Regions from separate parts of the Pan troglodytes genome. Here regions 1 and 3 are each linked to region 2. A link is a contact called in public Hi-C and capture Hi-C data. All regions are on one chromosome and are shown on one strand. Each heading gives the region's core, a stretch centred on a gene start, on an enhancer-like site or on the middle of the called end of the contact. The rest is flanking DNA. Distances are from core to core; before and after follow the strand shown. Region 1 has its middle 9.0 kb from the start of MEOX1. Region 2 overlaps DHX8 (DEAH-box helicase 8). Region 3 holds the start of SOST (sclerostin).

Region 1 (3,911 bases), core at 275-2,774, 140 kb after region 2:
CAGCTACTCCGGAGGCTGAGGCAGGAGAATAGTGTGAGCCCGGGAGGCGGAGCTTGCAGCAAGGCGAGATTGCGCCACTGCACTCCAGCCTAGGCGACAGAGCGAGACTCCGTCTCAAAAAAAAAAAAAAAAAAAAATAGACATGGGGGCCTGGCGCGGTGTCTCACGCCCGTAATCCTAGCACTTTGGGAGTCCGAGGTGGGCGGATCACGAGGTCAGGGGTTCGAGACCAGCCTGGTCAGCGTGGTGAAACTCCATCTCTACTAAAAATATAAAAATTAGCTGGGCGTGGTGGCGCATGGTTGTAGTCCCAACCATTCAGGAGGCTGAGGCAGGAGAATCACTTGAACCCGGGAGGCAGAGCTTGCAGCAAGCCGAGATCGTGCCACTGCACTCCAGCCTGGGAGACAGAGCGAGACTCCGTCTCAAAAAAAAAAAAAAAATAGATATGGGGTCTTGCTATGTTGCCCAGGCTGGTCTTAAACTCCTTCCTTGAGTGATCCTCCCACCTTGGCTTCCCAAAGTGCTGGGATTTACAGGAGTGAGACACAGTGCCCCGCCTCTCTACTTTTTTTTTTTTTTTTTTTTTTTTTTTAAGACAGACTCTCAGTCCCTCAGGCTGGAGTGCAGTGGTGTGATCTCAGCTCACTGCAATCTCCACCTCCCAGGTTCAATTGATTCTCCTGCCTCAGCCTCCCAAGTAGCTGGGACTACAGGTGCATGTCACCACGCCTGGCTGATTTTTGTATTTTTAGTAGAGACAGGGTTTTGTCATGTTGGCCAGGCTGATCTCAAACTCCTGACCTCAAATCATCCACCCGCCTTGGCCTCCCAAAGTCCTGGGATTACAGGCATGAGCCATTGTGCCCAACCCTCCCTGCCCTGTTTTAAGGAGGGTCCTGTTCAACAATTACTCTACAGACCAATTGCCCGCAACTATGTACTTGGCAGTGAGGAACTGCTGGGGAGGCTGGGAGATTCAGCCTATAGGCACCTTGGTGGCCCTAATAACTCGTTTATCTTCTTCTTCTTCCCCATCAGAACCTGTTCTCAAGGAAAAGAGCTAAGGTAGGGCTGCCAGATAAAATGCAGGGTGCTGAGGTAAGTCTGTTCCAGGAAATATTTGGGACATAGACTAAAAAATTGTTGTTTGTTTATCTGAAACTCCAATTTAACTGAGTGTCTTCTTTTCCCCCTAAATCTGGCAATCCTAATCCAAGGCTAAACTCATTTTCAGGACGCAGAAGGCTCTGGCCTTACCTTTTGAGTCAGGACGTTGCACTTTGACAGAAGGCTCTGGAAGGAAACTTTAAAGGGAGCCTTCCAGAGGGAAATGCGGTGTTGGGGTAGGTCTGCCTTTGGCTATGGGCTTTCTGGCTGCCGGAGGGGCCCAGGGTCCCCCAGGAAAGCCTTCTGTGGAGGTCTTTTGAGAGAGACAAAGCAGAGGGGTGGAGGAAGGGCGGCCCAGGTGGAAGGAGTGAGGACAAAGGTGAGTGCCCCTGGGCAGGAAGTGCTGAAAGAGAGAAGGAGGGAGGCCACCAGGCCTGGGCCTGGAGCCAGCCTGGGAGACTCCCAGCCGCCCACTTCTCGGGGCCTCCCTTTTCCAGCCCCTTGCTTTCGAGGCAGCAGTGCCATTATTTGGGGAAACCAGCTAACCAGATAGGACAGCAAACCGGGGATTTATGTGGTGTGGGAACAGCTCAGGTTTCCCTCGCTGTTTACCCAGCAGTATTTTTTAAAACAGAAATCAGCGTGTGGGTAACCGCAGCTGTGAGTTACTAGCTCTGGCTGTGAGGGCTGGGGTGGGGGGAGTCTCTTCAGAGCCCTCTGTCCACTGGCCTGGGAGCTGCTGAAGGAATGTGCCTCTCCCCATCCCAGGCCAGGTGGAGAAGGTGGCCCTGCGGAAGTTCCCAGATCACTGCCCACCTCACCCTTCCCCTCCCGACGAAGGCCAGCGTCCCTGGGGGAGGTGTGATGATGGTTCAAGGTCTAAAGCTTTAGAGATCAGTCAGTTTAGGGGTCAGAATCCATGGAGCCAGGCAAGTAAACACAGGTTCCCCAAGCCAGCTGGGAGGGAGACACCTGGGTGCCTTTGATGGGAGAAAGAGGGGGCCAACAGCTACTTGGCACTGGCCAATTTTCCCTTGCATGAACATGGGCCCAGTGTAACCAACCATATCTTTCCATTTGTCAAAAAAAAGCCATATTTCCAGATTTTTTATAGGCAACCTGTCAACTTTTAAATGTTGGCAATGAATTCAAAACACTGCCATTCAATTAAAAGCAGCCCAGAACATGGCATGACTGGTTCTTGTAATACCAATCTGCAGTCTCTGATCTTGTCCAACTCTCTCTGCTCCCCATTTTACAGATCAGGAAGCTGAGGCCCAGAGAGGCCTAGGGACTTAGCCATGGCTGCATCAGTTGTTACTGGGAATGCCATGAGGCCAGGATGCCTGTTATGTGTTCTTTGCCCAGCCTAGCAGTTTGGCTGGCTTGGCTACGCCAGAGGTCTCACCATGCAGTTCTCAAGTGCTTCCTGAGCGTCTCTCATTTGCATAGACATGACATTTACAAACACATCCATCATCTACTTGATTCTGGCAATGACCCCGAGGGAGCAGAACTGGCATTAATCCATTTTTTTTAATGGTGAGAACACTGAGGTTTGGAGAGGCTGGTGACCTGCCAAAGTCACAGTCCTAGAAAGGGCTGCAGCCAGGGCCTCCAATTACAGATCAAGGGTTTTTCCACCCCCAAACTCAGTCATCTCGTAAAAACGTCAGGCTCCTTGGGGAATACAGCTTGAGATGGATAATCAACTCCTCCTAAAAGGGAACCATAAATGGATGAGATACTTGGGTAAACTGAATATTCTTTGTAACTTAAAGTTAATTGAAAATCCATAGGTTATCAATTTTCCAAGCAGGAGAATAAAATAGAAGGTATTTCAAAGAGCAATTATAGTAGGCATGGCTTAATCTTTCTTTGATGATTCTGAAGGCATTTCAGGGGAATGTAATGCCTTAGGGCATCATTATGAACACCAATAATTACTGTGTAGGGCTGTGACGCAAATTCTCATCAATCCCCTCCTGGCTGTCGGGGTGTTTTCAGAGAGGATCACGCAGGGGGGAGTGTGAGCGTGTGCCTGTCTGTTTCTTGCTGCTCTCTCCACCTTTGTCAATTTCAGGGTGCTGTTGTGGAAAATGCAGTGTCCCTGGAAGGGGGAGGTCACTTAACCTTAATGAGCTTCTGTTTCTTTATTAAAATGGGGATAATGCAGACTCCTGTACTCACTGTCAAGGTTTTGTGGGGCTCAGATGTCAGTGTCAGAGCAGGAAGAAACTTTAGATCATGATGTGCACCAGCTTCATTCTGCCATGGAAAAATCTGAGGCCCAGAGAGGTTAGGAGCCTCATCCAAGGTCACCCAGCCAGGGAGAGGGTGCTAGAACCTGGGTTTTCTGCTTCCTAACCTCTTTCCTGAATATAACACTATGGAAGAAAAAGATCTGGAGGAACGGAAAGATGAACACATGATTACGCATGCAAACAATACTGGGGTCTCTCTGATCAGAGAAGGTGTGATCTTCCAGCCTCAGGAGAGGGGCCATCCAAGTCCTGGAGGAGGTGAACCCCTTAGTTCAGGGCTGGGAGTAGCCTGGGGGCAGCAGAGACACTGCTGTGAGGTTTATAGTTTCATGACTGTCAGAGCTTTTTAAAATGTGGTAATTTTAAGTGTGCAGCCTCCCAGGGTCTTTCTTCTTTTAATTGAAGAAATAAACCATCTCCCCTAAGGCATGCTTGGCGAAGGAGAAAGGCAGGTGCAAGGCTCACAGAGGAGAGCAGCAGCCTAGAAGGGCTCTGTGTCATGGGGAAGTAAAACATCCCAGCAACAGAGAGCAGAAG
Region 2 (4,373 bases), core at 1,726-4,225:
AATGTGGCTCCTTGCATGTTTGGCCTTCTCCATCCCTTGTGGCAGTGTGAGGCCCCTCTTCAGAGCCCTAGAATTCCGTGGAAACATTCTAATAAACATCCTCACATTTTATAGAGCAAGAAACAGATTAGAGAAGGGATGTAATTGGCTCCATGTCACTTAACTAGTTAGAGCCAGAGCCAGGACTAGAATACATTCTCCTGAGACCTTTCTTGTGGTTAGAGGTGTGCGGGTGCTTCAGTATTGGGGTGTGGCTGTCATAAACAGACTGCAGTCTTATAGGTGTCAGGCAGGAGAGGTAATAGTATAAAATGTAAGCTCAGCTGAGGCCTACTAGGGACCAGGTTGACTGTAGAGTGGGGCCTATATCCAGAGGCTTGAGTCCTATCTCTGTCCCCCCTCAGGGTGGTGTACCATGAGCTGGTGCTCACCACCAAGGAATACATGCGTGAAGTTACCACCATCGACCCTCGGTGGCTTGTGGAGTTTGCCCCAGCCTTCTTCAAGGTCTCAGACCCAACTAAGCTAAGCAAACAGAAGAAGCAACAGCGTCTTGAACCCTTGTACAACCGCTATGAGGAACCCAATGCCTGGAGAATATCTCGAGCCTTCCGACGGCGCTGAAAGGCAAGATTGTTCCTTTGCCTCTCCAGCAGCAGTAGCCAGGGCTTGGACTTATCGATGACAGGCTGGTCCTGAGGATACAGCTGTCCCGTGACTGACTGTCTTAACTGAGCATTTTCTCAACTCGACTCTCATTTCTTCCCTGCTGGTAAAATAGAAACAGGGATTTAAACCTGGCTTTGGCAAGAGCCTGCAGCCTCCATCACCCCAATCCTTGGGCCCAGTTGGGAGCTCATATCTAACACAGAGACACATTGCATCAACTTCAAGAAAGGGACAATTTGTGCAGCCCCAGGATGGGAAGGTGGAGTGGGCGAGCATCTTGTGCAGGGACATGGTGAGGGCCCTGATGCCCCAGCTAGCAGGAGCTACTGTGCTCATCTAAAGTGTTTGCCCCACTTCCTACCCCGTCTCCAGCCCCTGTACTTTGGCTTGACCTCGTGGAAATATTTATTTTCTTAAGGAAACAAAAATGGTTTTCTGTGACTGTTTTCTTTTAGCCGAAAGGTTAGGATATTGGCCTGGGCTCAGGGTGAGGGAGATTTAGTATCTGTGCTCTGGCACACATGATGAGAATCCCCTGAATCCCCTGAAACCAGAGCGCAGGGCCTCTTTGCGCTCGGAAACGACGTACAGCCCAGACTTCCAGCCTTGTCTTTCAGCATCAGCACTAGCCGGGCCGTGCTGGGGGATCGCCCGATGATCAACCATGTCCTCTCCACAGAGCACTTCAGTCTGGAGGCCTGAGTGGCTACAGATGGCACATATTAAATACAGAAGGTTTCCCCTTGCTCCCTCCACCTCCCACGTTCGCAATGTGCAGCATGTCCCATTTCCTTTTGAAACATACTAAGTAACAACACAGCTTTTATTTTATTTTGTTTTTATTTTTTTCCCCTGAGGTCCTGGATGGACTTTAACGAAGGGATTTTATGGTCAAAACCTCCCTTTCCCCACTCCAAACAGAAAACAAACATAACACCTCTCCTCTCAGCTGGTTTGTGCTGCCAGTATCTGTGCTGCAGGGCTTGTTCTTAGTGGTTTTTTCCTAGCACTTGCTTGGAGAATGGCCACCTCCTTGTGCCCTCCTCACAGCTCCTGAGGAGGGTTTTTTTTTTTTTCTTCCCATAGAGATGGGTTCCCACTATGCCGCCCAGGCTGCTCTCCAATCCCTGGCGTCAAGCAATCCTCCTGCCTCTGCCTCCCAAAGCGGTGGGATTACAGTCGAGAGCCACTGTCCTCTGCACTGAGGAGGCTCCTTACCTGGCGGAACATCAGGCAGGTCTTGCCAGGCCAGGTTGCGGAACTTACGGAAAGCTGGTCTGGATGTAGTGCTTGTAGAGAAGCTTCTGAGAGATTGGGCACATCCTGTTACGTTGCTGCTTCTCCTGTCCTTATGTTATTAGTAAGTTCTGAAGTGATGTAAATGCTAGAACTACTGTAGAACTGTATGCCAGACACTAAGAGAGACTATGTAACATTCCAGGATATAAAGGAATGTATGTTGTCACTGGGCAGCAAACCACACCCTAAAGACAATTCAGAAAGAGTCCGAGGGAGAGGAATATAGGCCAGGCAATCTGCTGGCTGCAGATCCCTGCCCCTTCATTAAGCTGAGTGAGTGCCTCCTGATTCTGTCTGAGTATGCGCCTTCGTAAGCCCAGGCCAGTAATCCAGGGGCAGGGCATTGTTGTGTGTTAACCTTGAAGGCCTTCTGGGGAGAGACAGTACAGGGACCTCAAATGAAACCAAAGGGGAAACGGGGACTGGGCACCCACCTCCCCAATCTCGTTTTGTTTTGTTTTTGTTTTTGTTAAGACAGGGTCTTGCCATCTTGCCTAGGCTGGCATCAAACTCCTGAGCTCAAGTGATCTTCCTGCCTCAGCCTCCTGAGTAGCTGGGACTACAGGTGCATGCCACCACACCTGGCTCCCAGTCCTAATTCCAGCCTAAATTTTCCCCATTCAGAAACACTCCTGGATATAGTGGCCCAGCCTGTCCTGACTGAGTGCCCAGCACTGACAATGTTGACACCTGGGGAGGGAGGGTTGGGTTTCAAGCTGAGGTTGAAAAGGGATGTTGAATGGGCTAAGGATAAGAGACAGCAGGGTTGGTTATCTTTTCTGGCTCAGGTGGAGGAAAAAGAAGGATCCCCATTCTGTGGGTGTTCCTTGACCATCTCTCTACCCTAGAGCTGAGGTCACTTCTCTGCTATGACAACATAGCTGGGTTCTGACCTTTTGACCATCAGGAAAGCAATGTCAGCAGCTGAGCTGAGCCTGCTCTGAGGGAGAAGGTGGGGGGGTCCTGTCCAGATGCAGAGGGGGAGCTTGCCTGCTGCTCTCACACAATGGAGCCCTTGTTTCTCTTCCTTGAACCAGTATTTCCCAAGATTGAGTGACAGCCCAGGAGAGGATGTGGGTCTCATGCAGAGAGCTGGGATCTTCTTGGCCATTAAAGTATATTTTTCACCCCCACCCCGCGAGAACCAAGCTCAGGAGTTGCCTGCCTCTGCACACATGCTGAGTGTGCTGTTTGTGTATATGGCGGGACCGTCCCTATGGGGCATGTGTGAGCTCCGCAGCTGGGTCAGGCTCCTCGGTCCAGGTTTACTTCATCCCGCCTGGACGTGATTTGGCTTTGACTGTCTCTCCTGCAGCCCAAAGCACTTCCTCCCCGTGGTTGCTGTAGCTGTCTCATTGGAGCAGTGCCTCTCCAAGTTTGAGGATTTGAACAAAGAACTGGGACTAGTGACTTGTTAACGAACAGTTCAGAGGGCAGAGGGCAATCATCTCAGCTTGTGGAGACCTTTCTTTCCCTGGATGCTGCTTCTCAGCTAAATCCCTCTCTCTTTGTGTGTGTACTTGGCCTTCAGGGTTTCCACCGATTTTTACACCTTCTTCCCACCACGATAGCTTGGCTTTAATGTGGAATTAAATTATATATTTTTAAAACCTGTTTTTAAAATTTTGTTTCTTGCACTAAATTGTGTCAGTACATTGATATTTTGTGTTTCTAGGAAGAAGTAATGTTGCCTTTTATTTGTAGGTAGTGGTCGAGGGGCATCCCTTCCTGCAAGGGATGGTCTCAGGTTGGTGCTGGGCCAACCTGAGACATGAACAGAGTTGGGCTGGCCCAACCTCAGCACAGCTGCAGTTTCTATTTAACAGGAGAGCACCGGTTTTTACCTGAGCATGTCTCCTGGGCAGCGGTTTACATAGCAGCTGGCTCTAGAACCACCCATTCTGCCCCTCCCACCTGTTGTCACATCTCAGTCATACATCCTCCATAGGTGTCACCATGTTGTCCGCTTTGCCATTTCTACCTACCCCCAAAAAACTCAGCCTCAGGACTCTGATCTCTCCCAAATTTGGGCAAGGAGAATCTAGGTGTTTCCCACTCCCCAGAAGATCTAATCTCCACTGGCCAGAATCCAGGGCCTGCTCTAGCCTCTCTCTGTACCATCTGGCCTGGGAGCCTTTCTCCTTTGCCCCATTCTCCAGACACTTGTCCCCAACCCCAGCAAAAGTAGCAACCTAGAGCTGAGGTAGGAGGGAGGACATGCAATTGGGGTCTATGTGGGGCAGCAGGGTCATGGGAACAACTGGGATCACAGAAACCAAAGACCAAAACCCTGCCTGAGGAAGTCCCAGGAGGGAGACCCTTGCCACTCAGTAGCCCACCTGACCCGCCCACAGGGGCAGGGAGACTGCTGCTGGAAGCAGGCCCAGAGTGCACAAGGGGCGCCT
Region 3 (4,199 bases), core at 1,116-3,615, 230 kb after region 2:
ATTATCAATGAGAATATTGAGGCCCAGCCAGAGAAAAGAAATTGCCCAAAAGCCTGGGCTGCATCTCCGGACTCCACTTCCCTGGGGTCCCAGCACCTTTTGGCTCCGGCAAGAGTGGAGGCTCTGCGTTCGAGCATCCATGGGAGGCTGGGCTGGGGGATGGAGCTGAGGGCTGCTTTTTACTGTAGGTACTTTCCTACCATAGGGGCCCTGAGCTCTGTCCCAAAACCTACAGGTTCAGCTGCCACAAACATTGACCTGGCTCTCTGCTGGGCACATTTCTTGTTCTGTGTTATCTGAATGGGCGCCTCATGGTGATACTCCCTGGGCAGGCAGAGATTGGGCTCTGAGGCCTGGCCTGATCCCCTGCACACACCTTGACCATGTCTCCTATGGTGGACTTAGATGGGTGGGAGCTTTTTAAATAGCTGGTCGTCGTGTGAGTACCAGTCCACCCCCAAAGGTTTCATGGGGATAGTTCCAATGTGACAAGAAAGAATGAAAAATAGTCTGAAGACCAAACCAGAGAGGGGACAGAGAAGGCCACCCACCCCCACCCCCACTCTGAAGAGCAAGCACAGCAGGGGAGATGTGGCCACTGCCATCGTCTGGGGCTGCTTTCTGGTTTGTGGGCTGGTTTGCATCCTCACCTCTGCAGGGCTGGAGTGTGTGTGTGGTCAGGGGGGCATTTGCCCAGGGAAGGGGGCATTTTGCGGCTTTTCGAGAATAGCGCCCCTAGGCCAGGCACTTCCTCTGCAGATCATGACTTTGTTTTGAGCATGTGGCTTCCTCGGGGGCTGTGGCCTCTCGTGGGAGTCCAGCAAGGTGGACATTTTGTGTTTGGGTTCCTTACAGCCCTTCGGGCAGTCACTGGAGCCCAGCTGACCTTGCCTAGAAGGGGAGCTGTGGGAGGAGGCGCCCTTGTCCTCCATTTTGAAGACAGAGGGTCCTGGCTGGCCTCCCATGGAGTTGCCCTTTTTAGCACCCCATAGCCCCAACAGGTTGTGAGGCAGGGAGGGTTGGGGTCCAGGAGCCTGGGCAGTGGACTTCTCTGCCACCTGGATAATGGTCAGAGGACAGGGAAGCTCTTAGTCTGAAGTGTCATTCCAGACGCCCCCATGGCCTCATGATTCCTGCCAATTGTAGAGCCAGATGCACACTGTCACCTGGGCTTCTCTGTGCAGGCCTGACCAGGAACCCAGGGTTCCTCTTCCTTCTCCCTCCCCTGGAATGAGGCAAGGTTGGGACTGGGGTGGCTGCTGAGGACAGATGTCCCTACTCCTGCACAGAGGATGCTGCTCTCCCCTCCAGGGCCTGGACTCAGCTGCACCCATGTCAGGGGCTAAAACTGTGCCGAAAACTCCCATTCCTTCAAGTGACAGCTCCCTGGGCAGGCCGTGGGCAATGCACACTGCAGGGGTGCCTCTCTGGCCTTCCTCTCCCACTGCTTTGTGGAGATCTGTCCCCCACACCCCCCCACACACCAGGGCTATCTTGCAGTTGGATCAAACCAGGTTCACACCTCAGCTCTTCTCACTACCAAGTTACTGAGTGCCTGGAGCCTGTTTCTTCCCCTTCGAGCTGGGGGTTCACCTCCTGGGGATTCCATGATGTGGGTCTGTGTGGTGGGGACAGCCACCACCAGCATAGAGTGTCTGGTGCCCCACAGGTGCTGTTCTGTGGATGGGAGGCTCCCTTACCTTGTTCCCTTCCCAGTGGTACCAGCAGCTGGACGTGGCTCCTATATTCCCAGGAGGAGATTCTTTAAAACCTTTTCTTTTCTGAGCCCCTGAGCCTGTTCTGATGCCCTGATGCCATACCCTCACCACCCCAGCCTCCTCCCTGCCCTGGGCTCTCACCAACGTCTGTTGCCTCATGCCTCTGCACCTGAATTTGAAGGCTGCACCAGCGAGCCATCCTTCCCCCACCTCCAGGCAAGACTGTTCCTCGACCAGTGCTGGCAGAGGCCAGCAATCTTCACTGGGTCTACCCCAGTCTTCCAAGCCTCCCAAAGAGAAGTTTCTAAAACCTCCCCAGGATCTTTTACTAAGAATTCTCTCCTCCACCCCATACCTTTGGTCTCAAAGGGGTGGTGGGGAGGCCGCCCTCCGTTCTCCGCCCGGTTCATGGTCTTGTTGTTCTCCAGCTCCGGTGGAGGCTCGGGGTACTCTCCGAGCTCGGGGATGATTTCCGTGGCATCATTCTTGAACGCCTGCCACCCCTGGCCCTCCACTACACGGAAGGCTGTGTGTACCAGCAGGCAGACGAGACACAGGGCCAGTGGGAGCTGCATGGTGCCAGCCAGAGGAGGGCACGCCACCTTCCAGTAGCACAGGCTCTGGTCTCCAGCCGAGACACGGTCGCCTTTTTAAAGCCCCTCTCTGCTTCATGCCAGCCAATGAGGACAGGCTGGGGCAGGGCTGGTCCCATGTTTCCCTCAGCCCCGGGGGGAGGGAAAGGGGTGTGCTCAGAGCAAACCCTCCCCAAAGACTTCTCCTCTAGCTCAGCAAACTTCCAAATTGCTGCTGGCACTCCCAGGTGACCCAGAGAGAGGGAGCGTGTGAGGCAGGGCCCAAGCCTGCTCTCCGGCACCTCCCACGTGCTGGCGGCTGTGGTTTTCAGATATCAAAATGAGCTCCGGCTTTTAATTGTCTGTCTCCCTGGGCCCTCGGGCATTCTCAAAACAAACTGTGGACCCGCTCAACAAAGAAAATGTGCAGTTCCGAGTGCTTCGCGGGGCTGAGCCCGGCCTATTCCATTTCTCAGGCCAAGTTCATTTGTCACCCCACCAACAAATGGCCCAAGGCGTTTCTGTTTGACCCCCATAGACCCAGCCAGAGGCAAAAAGATGCTTTTAAAGAAATCCCATTGGTCCCAACTCCACAAGTCTCAGCATTCATTGTCCTAACCAAGAAAGCCTCTCTTGGTATTCTCTGGAAGGCAAGAGAGAGAACTAGAGGGTCAGAGCAAGGGTGCCCACTTGGGAGAGGGGGCAGGATTCTGGTTACAAATCGAGGATGCGCTGGTCACTCAGGCTCCTGTGATAGACAGCACAGAGGAAATCCCAGCTCATGCTCCTCAGGGATCCTGTGCACTGTGACAGGCACTTCTGAGCCAGGGCACTCACTGTGGCTCGCAGGGTGATGTGCTGAAGACAGTCACTTCCCCAACCAGTCTGTGTGTGTGAGAAGACAACACCAAATTCCTTTCCTTAGCAAAAGCCACAGCCAGCGTTTTTAGTGCTGACATTTTATTTTCTTGTCTTCCAGCTGGTTACATTTTTCAAAAACAGTTTTGAGTCCTGTATGGAAAGCTTCATTGGTGCACACCACAGGATGTGTTCCATGAAGCCATCCCAGGACCAACTGGTCACAAAGAAGCTAAGAGAAAATGTTGCCTTGGCCCTGCATATAATGAGCCACACAGGGCCGGGGCGGGGGGCGGGGGGGCAGGTAGAGGCGTGGGGGAGAAGGGTTCACACCTGAGGTGCAAGAAGAGAAAGGAAGGCCAGAGGAGTCTTTCATTGAAGACAGATTGTTTGAGGACAAGCAGCTCCTGTGAAGAGGCTGCCCAGATCCTCTGGTATTTTAACTGGGCAATGAATCAGTATGCCCCACCTGCAGAGCCTCTGCAAGTCCTTTGCCACCTGCCTCAACTTGCAAGTCGCTGTGTCCATCTGCAGCCGACTGTCCTCCTTTCCATCATCCATCATCCGACACATGAATGCAGCTGCTCTGACAGTTTTACAAGCCAGACAGAAGCCCCCTCAGGAAGGGCCCTCTCTGATACCTGCTTCCTAAGTCAGTTTCCTTCAGGGCAGATGAAAACAGCTGTGGCCATTGTTGGGGGTGATCTATCTCTCCCAGCAGAGCCGGTAGTGTTGTGAGAAGCTGGCCCTCCGCGCCTCCTCCCCTTGTCTATGACCCTCCAGCCTCCTTTTCCCTTGCTCTGGAATGTGGACTGTTAACCCTCTCATGACCAGATGACTGCCTTCTTGCAATGGACTTGGGAGAGAGCAGTTCTGATGCCTGGGTTCCTTGAGCAGGTAGGATGGATGCTTATAGCCCCACCTGCTGTTGGGAGCGGCTGGACCGTCTGCATTAAACAGAGGCAGTGGGATTCATCCCTGGAACGCGTCTGCCACCTGCTGGAGACAAAAGGAGGGGTGACTGCAGGATGGCAAGTCTCAGGACTGGACG

The links. Hi-C and Micro-C count contacts between places; a contact is called where the count stands out from the background. Capture Hi-C pulls out chosen DNA fragments and counts their contacts.
Region 1: a contact with region 2 is called in a capture Hi-C map of stem cell-derived neural stem cells, with 4 times the contacts expected there. The contact joins two enhancer-like sites. A contact is called at or near these places in 3 of 7 Hi-C or Micro-C datasets (blood, induced pluripotent stem cells and stem cell-derived neural progenitor cells) and 1 of 1 other capture datasets (stem cell-derived neural stem cells).
Region 3: a contact with region 2 is called in a Hi-C map of stem cell-derived neural progenitor cells, with 3 times the contacts expected there. The contact joins the promoter of SOST here to the enhancer-like site in region 2. A contact is called at or near these places in 2 of 7 Hi-C or Micro-C datasets (induced pluripotent stem cells and stem cell-derived neural progenitor cells).

What each region holds. Positions count from the first base shown.
Region 1 is chr19:24,227,099-24,231,009 of NHGRI_mPanTro3-v2.0_pri, reverse strand. No RefSeq gene overlaps it. Among named protein-coding and RNA genes, the nearest start is that of MEOX1, 9.0 kb to the left of the region's middle. Within about 2 kb of position 1,524, at least 3 of the 24 cell types and tissues checked have an H3K27ac peak or open chromatin away from gene starts, as enhancers often do. A contact at or near this core is called in stem cell-derived neural stem cells, where this site is marked.
Region 2 is chr19:24,369,408-24,373,780 of NHGRI_mPanTro3-v2.0_pri, reverse strand. DHX8 (DEAH-box helicase 8) reads left to right here. Exons shown (of 23, transcript XM_016931728.3): 23 at 3,284-3,578. The coding sequence ends at 3,386. Among named protein-coding and RNA genes, the nearest start is that of ETV4, 21 kb to the right of the region's middle. Within about 2 kb of position 2,975, at least 3 of the 24 cell types and tissues checked have an H3K27ac peak or open chromatin away from gene starts, as enhancers often do. A contact at or near this core is called in stem cell-derived neural progenitor cells and stem cell-derived neural stem cells, where this site is marked.
Region 3 is chr19:24,138,835-24,143,033 of NHGRI_mPanTro3-v2.0_pri, reverse strand. It overlaps SOST (sclerostin), which reads right to left and starts at 2,365. Exons shown (of 2, transcript XM_001153653.7): 1 at 2,074-2,365. The coding sequence starts at 2,293.